3 separate regions of the Drosophila melanogaster genome follow, and regions 1 and 3 are each linked to region 2. A link is a contact called in public Hi-C data. All regions are on one chromosome and are shown on one strand. The core of a region is the stretch at or near the end of the contact, and the rest is flanking DNA. Distances in the headings are between cores, read along the strand shown.

The links. A called contact is a pair of places that touch in the nucleus more often than the background predicts.
Region 1: a contact with region 2 is called in a Hi-C map of the Kc167 cell line, with 2.2 times the contacts expected there. A contact is called at or near these places in 4 of 107 Hi-C or Micro-C datasets (the Kc167 cell line, eye imaginal disc and wing imaginal disc).
Region 3: a contact with region 2 is called in a Hi-C map of the Kc167 cell line, with 2.3 times the contacts expected there.

What each region holds. Positions count from the first base shown.
Region 1 is chr3L:1,754,262-1,758,043 of dm6, reverse strand. Cht2 (Chitinase 2) reads left to right here and starts at 2,110. Exons shown (of 5, transcript NM_001274353.1): 1 at 2,110-2,457; 2 at 3,684-3,782. The coding sequence starts at 3,702. CG8001 reads right to left here and starts at 1,885. Exons shown (of 6, transcript NM_139400.2): 1 at 1,508-1,885; 2 at 841-1,432; 3 at 1-737. The coding sequence starts at 1,617.
Region 2 is chr3L:1,349,617-1,353,967 of dm6, reverse strand. CG9166 reads right to left here and starts at 2,852. Exons shown (of 3, transcript NM_138261.3): 1 at 2,497-2,852; 2 at 2,179-2,439; 3 at 1,115-2,115. The coding sequence starts at 2,782. The coding sequence ends at 1,937. All of the region lies in intron 3 of Ptp61F (Protein tyrosine phosphatase 61F), which reads left to right.
Region 3 is chr3L:1,032,501-1,036,492 of dm6, reverse strand. trio (trio,) reads left to right here and starts at 1,618. Exons shown (of 17, transcript NM_167847.2): 1 at 1,618-1,995; 2 at 2,428-2,843. The coding sequence starts at 2,665. CG9205 reads right to left here and starts at 1,796. Exons shown (of 4, transcript NM_138231.2): 1 at 1,608-1,796; 2 at 1,032-1,283; 3 at 537-933; 4 at 195-461. The coding sequence starts at 1,119. The coding sequence ends at 272. bab1 (bric a brac 1) reads left to right here. Exons shown (of 4, transcript NM_167852.2): 4 at 1-124.

The sequences.
Region 1 (3,782 bases), core at 861-3,360, 400 kb before region 2:
GCGTAAGGATGATGAGCGATGCTGAATAGGCGCACCCGGCCACGCTCATTTTCGTCGTTGTACACGCAACGCATCATCGTGGTGGCAGCGTTGCTGGCTCGCAAATCAAAGTGCTTAACAGCTGCATCCTCGCCGGCGCTCATCAGCTCGTGGCGGCTGTGGGGCACCACGATGATCTTGTGAACGGACTCGCTGTGTGTGTACAGACGGATGGGCTTTATGACGCCTCCGGAGGGCGGAATGACGGACCGGCGCACCTGGCCATCACGGCTGGAGGACACGATGTCCAAGCAGCCGGCGCTGTCAATAAACTTTGTCTGGAATATGTTCATGTTGTGGCCGGAACGAAAGCGGTGCAGCTGCTTTTCTTTCGCCCAATCCCAGACGACGATGGTGAGATCATCGGAGCCGGAGCAAATCAAGTCGCCTGCCCGATTGAAGTTCAGGGAGTTGACGCAGCCGTGGTGGACGTTTAGCGAACTGAGCAGCGTCATTTGTTCCACAACTTGGCGGGAACCGTAGTAGCCCTGGCCGAAGCTAGAGGCCGAAGTGTGGCCGCCACGCCAGTCAATCCGGTTGATTATGTTGTGCTCCCTTTGCAACAGCTCCTGATCGTAGTTCCAAGTGTATTTGGGCTTGCACTTGCACATCACCTGATTAACGGCGTAGTCTACTTTCTCGCGGTCAGCGGGGTTGATGTCCTCGTTAAACTCCACCTCGTCCTGCAAGTTCTCAACCTGTTAGCAAGGATTTATAAGAAGCTCAACTTATCCCTAAAAGCTTAATTTTGTAACCTCATGATCTACCCTTCTTACCATCACTTAAGGCTTAACAACTTACCTCTGTGGTTGTTTCATCTTCACTGGAAAGAGAATAGGGTCCCATGTCGTCGTTGGAGGAACTGTCGTCAGCGGACTCGGCTATATGCGGTTCAGGCGCATCATCGCTGTACTCTTCTGCGTGCTCGGTCCCCTCCTCCAGCTCATGTTCTTCTGAATCGCTTGTGTCCGAGTAGGAGCCCACTAGCTCTATGCTGATACGGCGATAGGAGCGCGTGGGTGGTATGTTGCGTGGATTGAAGCGGGGTGAACTGACCGCTTCGGAAGCTTCAATTGGCGTCGGTGAAGTAGGTGGATAGTCTTCGCTGTCGCTAGGCTCGATGACACCGGTGGAAGCATCTGGCTCATCAGAAGCCAGCACGGTGGAGGCTGCTTCCGGGGATAATTGATGCGCTAAATTGGAGGAGCCTGCCTGTTCTATTTCCGGCAGCTCCTCAGGTCCAACTTTATTAGCAAGATGCTCCTCGGACTGCTCGCTCTCATCCTGGAGCTGGTTTTCCTTGCCCTCCATATCGCTCTCTCCGTTATTGTTGTGAGTGACAATTGTGTCGAAGTTAATTAAAGGCTGGCTTTCGGCGACAGTGTTCTCCTCACTGGTTCCCCACGGGCGAAAAATCAATGGATTATCCAAGCCGCAGAGCATGCTCAACCCAAGACACAACACTTACCCAATCTGCGCCGCGTCTTCAGGCTCGCCATCGTTCTGGGAATCTGTGTTTCGCTTTTGGCGCTTGCAGGCGGATGCCGCTCCGCTCGCCACGGAATCCTCCACGTCCATCGCCGGTGGAGCACGTCTACAATCTCAGATCAGAATCTGCCTTCTTTCCCGCCCCGCTGGACTTTCCCTAATTTCCCGATTTTACGTTGTTTACGTCCAACTAGCAGAGATGGCACTTGCCTCACGCGCAAAAGCCCGATTGACCGATAGCTTTGGCGCGACTTATCGGCCAGTTTGAAAGTCTGTGGATGGAGTATAATCCTGCTTACGCCTAAGATGTGTGGCTTCAGCCTTTAAATACGATCAGTGACTTCCCTCCCACACGAGGCTTGGTGAACTGTAGAAATGCCTTGCTTTCAATATAAACGAAAGAAGAAAACAAACTCAAGGCATAGTAGATGTGCATTTTCTAGATTCTAGTAGGGAAGTTGGAAACTCTTTTTCTTAGAGAAACTCGTATATAGAGTATCCAAATAAGCAAGAAATTGCACCCCCATATTTGATTATACTATATTTAATGTATACTCTTAAATTATAGTTATAAATATATTTATTTTCAACAAGCATGGCAGGTCTCTTCAATGGTATTCACACTTAGCAAGCCATCTCTTCGAACCTTTTTAGTTCGTTGTTCTTCTCTGTTGGCTTTATGCTGAGCACGACTACTTCCCCGCTCCAACACCTTGGCATTTCGCCTCTTGGATGACTTCGCTGAGAGTGGCATGTGGTTGGGCCGGTGGATCGGGTTCGGCTTGAGTGGCTCCACAGAGCTGCGACGGAGCCGATTATATACGCATGAGACCGAAGACGGAGAGACGAGTTCAGTTATAAGCGAGCTGGCTTCGAGGGCGGTGCTAAGAGTTTCGTGGTCGCTAAAGCGGAAAAACAACTCCAGATCGGGTAATGAAATGAAACATGGTGCGGAGAGCCAGCGATATGAACTCGATACGCTGGGCACGTTGACGGTTCCACATATGTGCCCTATGTGCAGCTACTTACCAGGGAGCACAGTGAATGTACTTGTTTTTATGTCACCCGATGGTTTCTTAGCTCGTCTGTGAGTGTGCCTGTGTGCTGGTTAAGTGGCTTCCCACTTCCTCTGCTGCGCATGCGCAGCCGCCAAGTGCGAAAATGGCCAGCAATCCATCTGAGAGCCCATCTCCGCCCCAAGTGATGTTTGTTCTCGGGTTCGCGGCCTGGATTTTTTCCTCTACTTTTCGATTTCGATTTCGTACCCGCGTTTTTTCGACTCGCCTCTAATCTCGTGATGAACGGCGAATTCCGGTTTGCCAGGGGCAAGCTGAGCAGCAAAATCCAATAAAAAAAATAAATATGCATAAGTTTGGGGGAAAAAGGCGGAAAGTGAAACCGCTCTGAGCTTGGTTTTCCGCCCATTCCTCGGTGCGCACTTCCTATTTTCCAGGTCTCGCCACATTACCAAATCTTAAGTGCCTATTCATGCCGATTGTTATCAGACCCGAGATATCAAGGCTAACTTGTTTCGCCTCCGAAAAGATAATAAGTTACGCTCTGGAGCTGCGGGCAGCATGATTCACGGTTCTGGACGATGCAACAAGATTCGCTGGTCAGCTTCTTAAGGTCGCACTGGCGAAAGTTGAGAATCAGGTTGGACTACCCACTCGAATATGACTTGAACTGGAGGGAACAAAGCAGATTCTTTGATTACATTCGTCTTGATTTCGATTTCTGAAGTAAACGATCTGTGTGACTCACTATGCATAGTTCTTCCACAAATGTTGAAAAACTTTAACGTTTCGTTTAGCAAAACAAATGGTGCAGTGTAGTTTGTTTAGCCTCTAGAATACAAATCGATTATTATTATAAACCCAAACAACTAACGATTAGTTTGATGCACAAAAGGTGAACAAATACCTATAAATAATAAACTGCAGCTACCTTTTAGACCCAGACATTGACTTTGGAATGCCTGGCACTTTTCTGACTACATGGGTCGCTTCTTGTGCCTTTCACTTTTCCCGTTCAATTAAGACGCCAATTGAGCTGAATTGAAATTATAAATTGTCACAACAAAGTTGCACGCAAAGCACTTAACTCGATTCTTCATTCTCCATTCTCCATTCTCGATTCCGGTTCGTCTTCACCAGAAAACCAATCCGCAACAGATGACGCTGAGGAGCAGACTTAGTGGGGAAGCACCGCAGCTGTGGCTGCTCCTCCTCCTGGCCTCCACTGCGAGCAGCTTG
Region 2 (4,351 bases), core at 1,603-4,102:
CATACGGCAAATAATGAGTCCACTTGGCGCAGAGTTATATTCCGGTGGTTCCCGTCTTGGTCTGATTGTTAGAATAATCTAATATTCTGACGGATAAACACTATGATTTTTCAAAGAAAGAGTTTTTCAGATCAAACAACTGAGAACATAATCAAAAAGGTTTAATGTTGTGCGTCGTTCTTGAGGATGAGAAATAGGCCTCAAATCTTATCTTAGCTCATTATTTCCATTATCTTATAGTTACTAGATGGCCAGCATTAGTTAGTAACTAACATTGTATCATTAATACGTGCCAATCAAGCATTTAATCCACACTTACTAGCTTTGATTGGTGATCAGATTTACATTTTATGCAGCCAAACTGATGACGGCAGATCTCAACAACTGCTGACCCCTTGTCAGGCCATTAAAGCATATTTAATCGATTCCATATATGCCCCCTTCCATGCCCCGCATCTGCCAGGTGATGAGATGTAACATCAGCACTTCTTCTCGCTCACCTCTGACCCATCGGGCCAGGGAATTTGTTTTTCAACCCATCGATACGGCGATTATGGGCTGATTATGGACGCGCCAAATCCCCCAGCGGAAAGTTCCTCCCATATCACATCACATGGCCAAGTGGAAAAGTGAAACGAGCGGCCGTAGCCCAATCCTCCTCACTCCACTCGCTGCTCCATCATTGCTGATTGACGTCGACAAATTGTATTAAAGCCGTTAATTGGCATTTCAAGATTTTCAGCAATTTCATAAAATTTAACGCCTATCATGTGTCGGCCAATTGGCGTCCGTCTGGCTCTTTGGCTCATTGGATTATCGCACCGTTCGCCGGACTGGCCATTGTTTGTTTTCATAAACACCATCGATAACTTATTTTCGAAAACGTATTTTAAAAATATTAAGTTCGAATTCTCCTCGTGACGCAACTGGCGCTGATGGCCTGCGAAGAAATGATTTCCAAATGCCAGGAGGATCTCCTTCTTGGACCCTAGTTCCCTGATTTTCCAATTTCATTCAGCATTCCGCTGGCCGGTGCAAATCCACAAATCAATGTGCTGAAAACAGCCTTGTTCACACCTCGCCCGATGACTATAAAAACACAATGAACATCGTTGAGTGGGCGTATTTATATTTTGAGCAAACAGTCGTTAAAAAACGCCGCAGGATATATTCGAGCCATTGAGATTTGAGTTTAATGGCTTTCTCTGAATGAATGGGAAATTCGATTGTGAAGTATAAAATCATTGGAATGCTTTCTGGTTCATAATATATTATTTTGCGTTTTTATTACAATTTGTTATCTATCAAACTGTACGGCTTCTTAAAGTTATTAAAACCCTAAATTACAGGATTAACTGTCTATTGTTGCATCTTCCAGTTGAATGGAGAAAATGTTCCGACGCGTTGCTACAACCAGATATACCGACAATATTCGATAAAGACAAATTAAAATACATCACATATCAAATATATAACAATTTGATTGTGACATTTCATAGATATAAGGGAATCTGCCTTTATTCTCTGAAAAGAAGAGTTATTTTCATTTTTTGCAGTATACTTTAGTGCGCACTTGTTATTATCAGATTTTCAGAAATAGGTGGCGCTAGCGTCGCTTGGCCATCTACAAAAGAATTTAGCTCCTGTTTGGAAATACTGCTGTCATATTCTGACGGATTATGGCTATTATTGCCCTATTAGAGCTCGATGTTAATAAAAATTACAGTTATTTTAAAGATGGCTGCCTGAGCGAATGCACCCAGTAAGAAACTAGAGATGGGCGATCGCATAGTTATTTTGGCCGTGACACGAGAATAACAAGTCTGACACGAAATATTTATTCATACCTTATTGTTTTTCCAAATCACACTGCAAGTGATCTCGCACGTACGCAGCTCTAAAGAGTTTTTTTTTATTAATAGTGAAATGTATTATTTTACGTCTTTAGTTTCGATTTGTCTACGAAAGAAAGGGGTGTTTGAGCCATGAAAATATCGCCATAGGGATTGGTGGGTTTTTGGCTTTCGCGGTCGAATTCGGAGCCAATGGCCCACAGCGACTCCAGATCGTATTCCTCGCGAGCACTCGGTGAAAATATGTGCAGGGCAATGTTGCCTAAAAGGAAACGGAACGTGTTAGAGCGGAGAAACCGGAATATGCATTTATTTCAATACCCACCCAAGTCCATGGCCATCCAATCCCGGCTCTTATCGCCCTCGATGCGCGGCAATATGTCACCCTTGCCCCGCTTGATCTTGAACATTCGGCGCACGAACTCCGCGGTGGACAGCATGTGTCGGTAACTGCGACCACTGCAAACCACCAGGTGGTCAACGTACTTCAGGTTCTCCGGCACGTAGCAGACGAATATGTCGTCCACATTCTCCTTGCGGAGCAGCTCCACCAAGTCCTCAACGTCGAACACTCCGCGAACACCTCCTGCAAAGGGAAACAAAGGCTTAAATTTCTGCTCTCCCTGGACGATTGCCAACCTACGCTTTAAATTGAGGCCGTAATAGTGATCCAGCTCCAGGTCCGGCTCTGGAAGTTGCTGCTCCTGGTGGCGTGCCTCTTCCACATCAAAAATCTCCGTGGCTTCCTCATCGCGGAATATTTTGTACTTGTCTTGCACGCCGGCAACCAAAGTCTTTTCGGGATTGCCTTCGATTTCCTGGCCCTTCGCTGCCTGTTGTGGCGGCTTGGAGAACTCGTGGTGGAAGCAACGCAGGACAGGCACACTCAGGCGCCTGTCGTGCACTAGGCGGAACACGCGGGTCAGCATTTTGCTTTGGCTTCTTTCTGTTGTTATTAATAAATTGGGTAACAGTTGTTGATTCGATACTTTTGGTATTACTCGATAACACTGGTCAACGATGAGCGATTGTAATATCGGTATTTTAAAGTATTTGAACCCAATTTTCTTATCAGAATTTTTCTATTTTACTTTTAAAATATTTTATTTTATTTTTTTTATTTTATTTTTATTTAAAATATTTTATTTCAATTGTTTTTATATTGTTATGTCTTTAGTTAAGTATTTAATTTTATATAAATTATAGAAAACTTATCCCGAATGTTATATTATGTTTCAGTAAAGTTCTAATTTCTGCGCAAGCACTTTAGTTTCAGTATGTGTTCTATTGCTCTACAGCGCCTGGTCACATTATTTGATGGTGAAAATATCGATAGACGTAACTAATATTTCAGAATAATAATGTCGCAGATACAATATATTGTGTTTGGCTTGCATTTGTAAATAGGAATCACCATAAGAGAATATAATATGTAATGCGATCAATATAGTGATGTACAATCGAACTATCACTCGGTATCGCACTGCAAATACCGATAGTATTTCGCAAGCTCAAATATTCGATACATCGACACTGTCGTGAGTTGTCCAGCTCTAGTTCTCCTCTGAAATTAACCAGCCGCCTGATAACCAAATTAAAAGTTATTAAATCGGAACAAATCGCAGCAAAGTGTGCACAATGAGCGAGCAGAAAACGAGTGGGAGTGGGTCGGCGGCCGCTGCCCGTCTGCAAATCGAGGCGGAGTACAAGGACAAGGGGCCGCAATGGCATCGCTTCTACAAGGTAATTGGCAACAACAACTGCGACTGCACTGAAAACTGGTTACAAACTGGACGAATGATTGTGGCACAGTTCGATTCGCCAAGGATTCGCAACGGATGCGGAGTATACACCTTTCCACAGCTCCTTGGCGCTCCGATTTCCACGAAAATGTGATGAGTGCGCAAAAGGCTTCTGCAGATGCCTCCACCACCAACACCAGTGCAGCGGCGAGCTTTACGTGTGTGCGTGTGTATTGTGTGTCAGTGCTGTTGTTGTTGCAGTTGTTGCTTTAACAGCCAGGCTTTGGCCAAAAACAAAAACCCATGGAAAAGAATGTACAAACAGAATAGCACCAACACACATACACGCACACCTGCTGCACTTTACTTTGCATTCTCCATCGAACGCGTGTGTGTGTGAGTTCGTGCGTGTGTATTGGCCTGTATTTGGCATATTTATGCTTGTTATTCTGCCATACCTTTCCCCAAAAACGCTTTCCTTTGACTATCAATAGAGCGCTTGAGCTATTCCGCGAATTCTCGTTTGGCCAAATCAAATTGGAGGCGATTTCTGGGAAGCTCGTTGTGTTTGTGATTGCCGTCCCCCAAAAACAAAATACAATTCGTGGAGGGGTGACAGTGCTCTCCACTGAAGAACTCCTCTAACGCGCGCACACACACACACACCCGCTCGCGTTGAGCAGGAGAGAGAGGCTCACGCACACAGGGGCACAAAGGGCATGCGTCTGGTTTTTTGAGTCTCGCTTTGGGCTGCTT
Region 3 (3,992 bases), core at 369-2,868, 320 kb after region 2:
TGTTCAAATTAACTTTAAATGTCGAAATGAATGTTCTAATTAATCGAAGAAAACAAAAAACATAAAAACTTAAAAACGGAAAACCGAAACGAACAAAAAGTATTTTATAAAAACATTGAAAAGTAACCCAACCTGAAAGTCTTCTCATTGCTTACCAAACCGTTGTCTTGAATCTTGATTCTTGATTTTGCATTGCGGTTTGGCTTAGTGTTTATTGGGCATATCTTAGTGGAAACTGGAAACTGGAGACTATCCTTGCAGCATGCATCTCTCAAAGCACAAGAGGCACGGCCTCTGCCACCGGCTGGTTGATCTCCTGGTGGCGTTGCAGTAATCCCAAGCACTGGTGCAGGCACTGGGTGCTGGCCGTGGAGATCGCCTTGAGCAAAAGAAGATCGGGATCCGTTGGCGAGAAGGAAGCGCAGTCGATGCTCTCGATGGCCCTGGCCAGAGAAGCGTTGCTGGAAGGGTTTGGGGATAGATTTATAGATTGCAGGAGGTAATGCGGCGTTAGCTACGAATCACTGTGCAGTTACCATTGTTCCGTGAGAAACAGAGCTTGGCGCGCTGAAACCATGGCATCGGAGGCGGCAAGCAATTCCCGCGGAGGAAGCGGCGACGAGTTGCTGATGTCCATCGCCTTCATGTGACTCTCGACCACCGCCCGCAGGCCATCCACCCACTCCTGACGGGCCCTGGCATCGTTGGCCCTCAGCTTTACCGTATCGCCGGAGGCGCAGGCGATGGCGAACGTCCTAGAGTCCTCGTCACTCGGGTACACCACTGCGCCGGCCAGCTGCACCTGGCCCCTGGGAGCACTGGCCAGGACGTGGGGCGAGGGCGCGATGTCGTCGCCCACCGTCGACGAGTCGCACAGGTAGTAGCTCAGCGATCCTGTCTTGGCGTCCACCGTAAACCAACGGTACTGCCATCCTGCAAAGTGGATGCTGCGATTAGGGAAGCGGTTCTAGCGGGGATTCTATGGGATGGAGAGCTTGAAGGTGCTGCTCCAAAGGTGAAAGTTTGCTCACCCTTCATCACATTGGTGTATTTGCTGAGCTGACCGCAGAGTTTCAGTTTGGCCGATTCACGAATGATCCTGTTCAAGTTGCTCTCCATTTTGGCGGCGGCGTCCTTGGGATCGGGGCGCACTGGGGGCGTGGCCTGCCGTGGGCGGTGCTTCTTCTTGCGCTGGCGAAGCGAGTTCTTGATTTTGCGTAAAATGTTTGCAGGTATATTAATTTGATTCGGGTTTATTTGGTAAAACTCGGCAGAAACGGAAGCTAATGAACAACAGACAGTGTTGTATCAGCGAGCTTATGCTAGCAGGCGAGCATCGATAGTAGTACAATCGATGCCTGTTATCGTAGATAGTTGGTATTTTTACATATTATTTAAAAAAAGTCAAAATATTTAATATTTAATCATAGGTATCATTTTGAGATAATCATGAGCGTAACTATGTAGACTTTTTTAAGAAAAACTCTACTCAATTGCGATGCCTTATGACTATCGATTATTAACACCTATCGAGGCACGCAATCGGTGTGCTCGATTAAAAAAGGCTGAAAATTCAGTTTGTAAGCCGTTTCGGCATCTGGTCACACTTGTCGTTTCGCAAAATCCAATTTGTTTAAACAAAACAGAGAGCGCCCGTTCGTAAAATCGCGGTTTCTTGAAAAATGAAAATTTTAGCTTAGCCCGCGTCAAGTCGCGAACTGCGTGCAACGGTAACTTGGGTGATTTTACCGGTGGGAAAGCGTGTGAAAAACAAAAGCAGCGCGAGTGAAAAAAATCAATTTGGTGGCACAAGCAGTGGCAAGAAGAAGAGCCAAGACGCAAGAGAACTGCTTGCGGATGATGTGATGATACAGATATACATAGCATATACATATGTATATACAGGCTATATATACGTCTGGAGTTTGTGTTCAAATTGAGGCAATTAAAACATAGCGGATTTTCGCCCGTTCGCAGTGGCGAATGTTGTGTTGAGTGTGTATATTTCCAAATAATGTTTCAACTTGTGTGCCTGCCTGCGCGAGTTCTATTTGATGTTTTTATGCTGCGTGTGATTTATGACATTTAACGGGAGTACATATGTATACATGTGTGCACATGCCACATACACATACGCATATGTATGCACCCCCATGCGAGTGTGTGTGTTTGCCCGTCTGTTTGTATCTCCCTCTCACTCCCACACGCACGAAAGTGCGAGGGTGACTGAAGAAAAAAACTCCACTCCTTGCATCTAAAAATAGGAAAACTACACAAATTGTGTGCAAATTATGTGTAGCATTTAGAAAACCAAGTGAAATACCCATTGCTAATCTGCATCTCTGCTTCCCCACTCATTTTCCACCCACACACACACACGCACACACGGGCAAACACACGAAAACCGCAACAACACAAACACAACAGCAAAAGAGTGACCATGAAAATGCCAGCGAGAAATTTGCGAAAATCAATGAGCAAAAGCAGCGGTTCATAATAATAACTAATAACAGAGCCAAAACAAGTGAAATTCGAGGCTGGAATTCGTTATGCTGCAGTGCCCATCGTCGGATTAAAAAACGGGCGGAGACCCCCCAGTTTAACCCCTCCAGTGATTAACCCCCGGCCGCTTTAACCACCCCTCCCCCTTCCCCTGCCGACGGCATGGACGGCCAGCGGGCCAGGGATCTCCTGACCCTCCTCCAGGAACGGGTCGTCTTCCTCACGGGCGGACGGGACCGGCGCGGCGGACCGCTCCTCTGCTTCCCGGCCACGCCCCGTCGCGATCGCCTCAAGCCGGAGGATCTGCGGCGTCTCCTCAGCTACCTGATCAGCATTCCCAGGTGAGGATGTAGTTGCTACTACCACATAGGAATAGCCATTTAGTTAGTTAGGTTCTATTGACATCCAATTGGATCTGGGCAAAGGTCGTCCATCTCAAAATTGTCTATGTTATAACTATATTTATGTTATCTATGTATTACGAAAGCACACGTAGAAGTATAAATATATTAAAATACAGCAAGATAAATAATTATGAACATATTGCCGAGAAAAAAAAGAGTGCAGCTAATTCTTAATCTATGCCTGCACTTTATTACGTTAAGTTATTGTTTGATAAGCACTAGCCATGATAATAATTTAAAATTGCAATAATATGATAACACTCAGCAAAGTAAAGAGGACCATTTTCATATTTTGTACATTTAAATATGTTGCTTTTCTAGATTTCATCACAAACTAATTGGCTTAATTCGTAGCATAGACATTTACATTTTTATAGACTTTTTGATTTACGAGCTATAAATAAAGCATAGAAAATTCTTGGAACTTATAATGACTCACCCAAATCATCTTGCACCTAATTAAATTTTACACTTTTCATCTTGACATATACATTCTATATATGTATATTTGATCAACTTTTCTTTAAAAACGTCCAGCTTAGTTAAGTGCACTCAAAGTGGATTGCATGACTGCCAGCTTTAGTTACAATTTAGATGAATTGAAAACGTCAAGTTCTTAGATATTTATACTGCAATGTTGCCTTTGGCGGCACAAGTCCAAATTTCTCCGGCCTCCTGCATTTTGTATTTACAGCACAGGGAACTCTCGTTAGTAAACAACTTTTTCGGCTTGGAGACTAATCACGAGTTTGTAGCTTTTAGAAATCGTTGTAAATAGCATCTTCGATCTTTAGTTATGTAGTTTATTTGTATTTCGATCTCTTGTTAAATTCCGAATACCACGCAGCTGCGGTTTCGCGTTACTGGGGCCTTACTGTACCAGTACAATGGCAACCCATTGTGTCAGCTGACGTCGCGACATCGCTGGCTGCGCTTCGTTTGCAATTTCGGAGGAGTCGCGACGTCGTCGCCTCACCCGCACCAACATATATATATCGTATATATATATATTTTGAATAGGGGGAGGATGCAGGGGTGCTCGCGAGAGGGGGAGGAGGGGGAGAGCAGCTGCTGCAGCTGCATTGC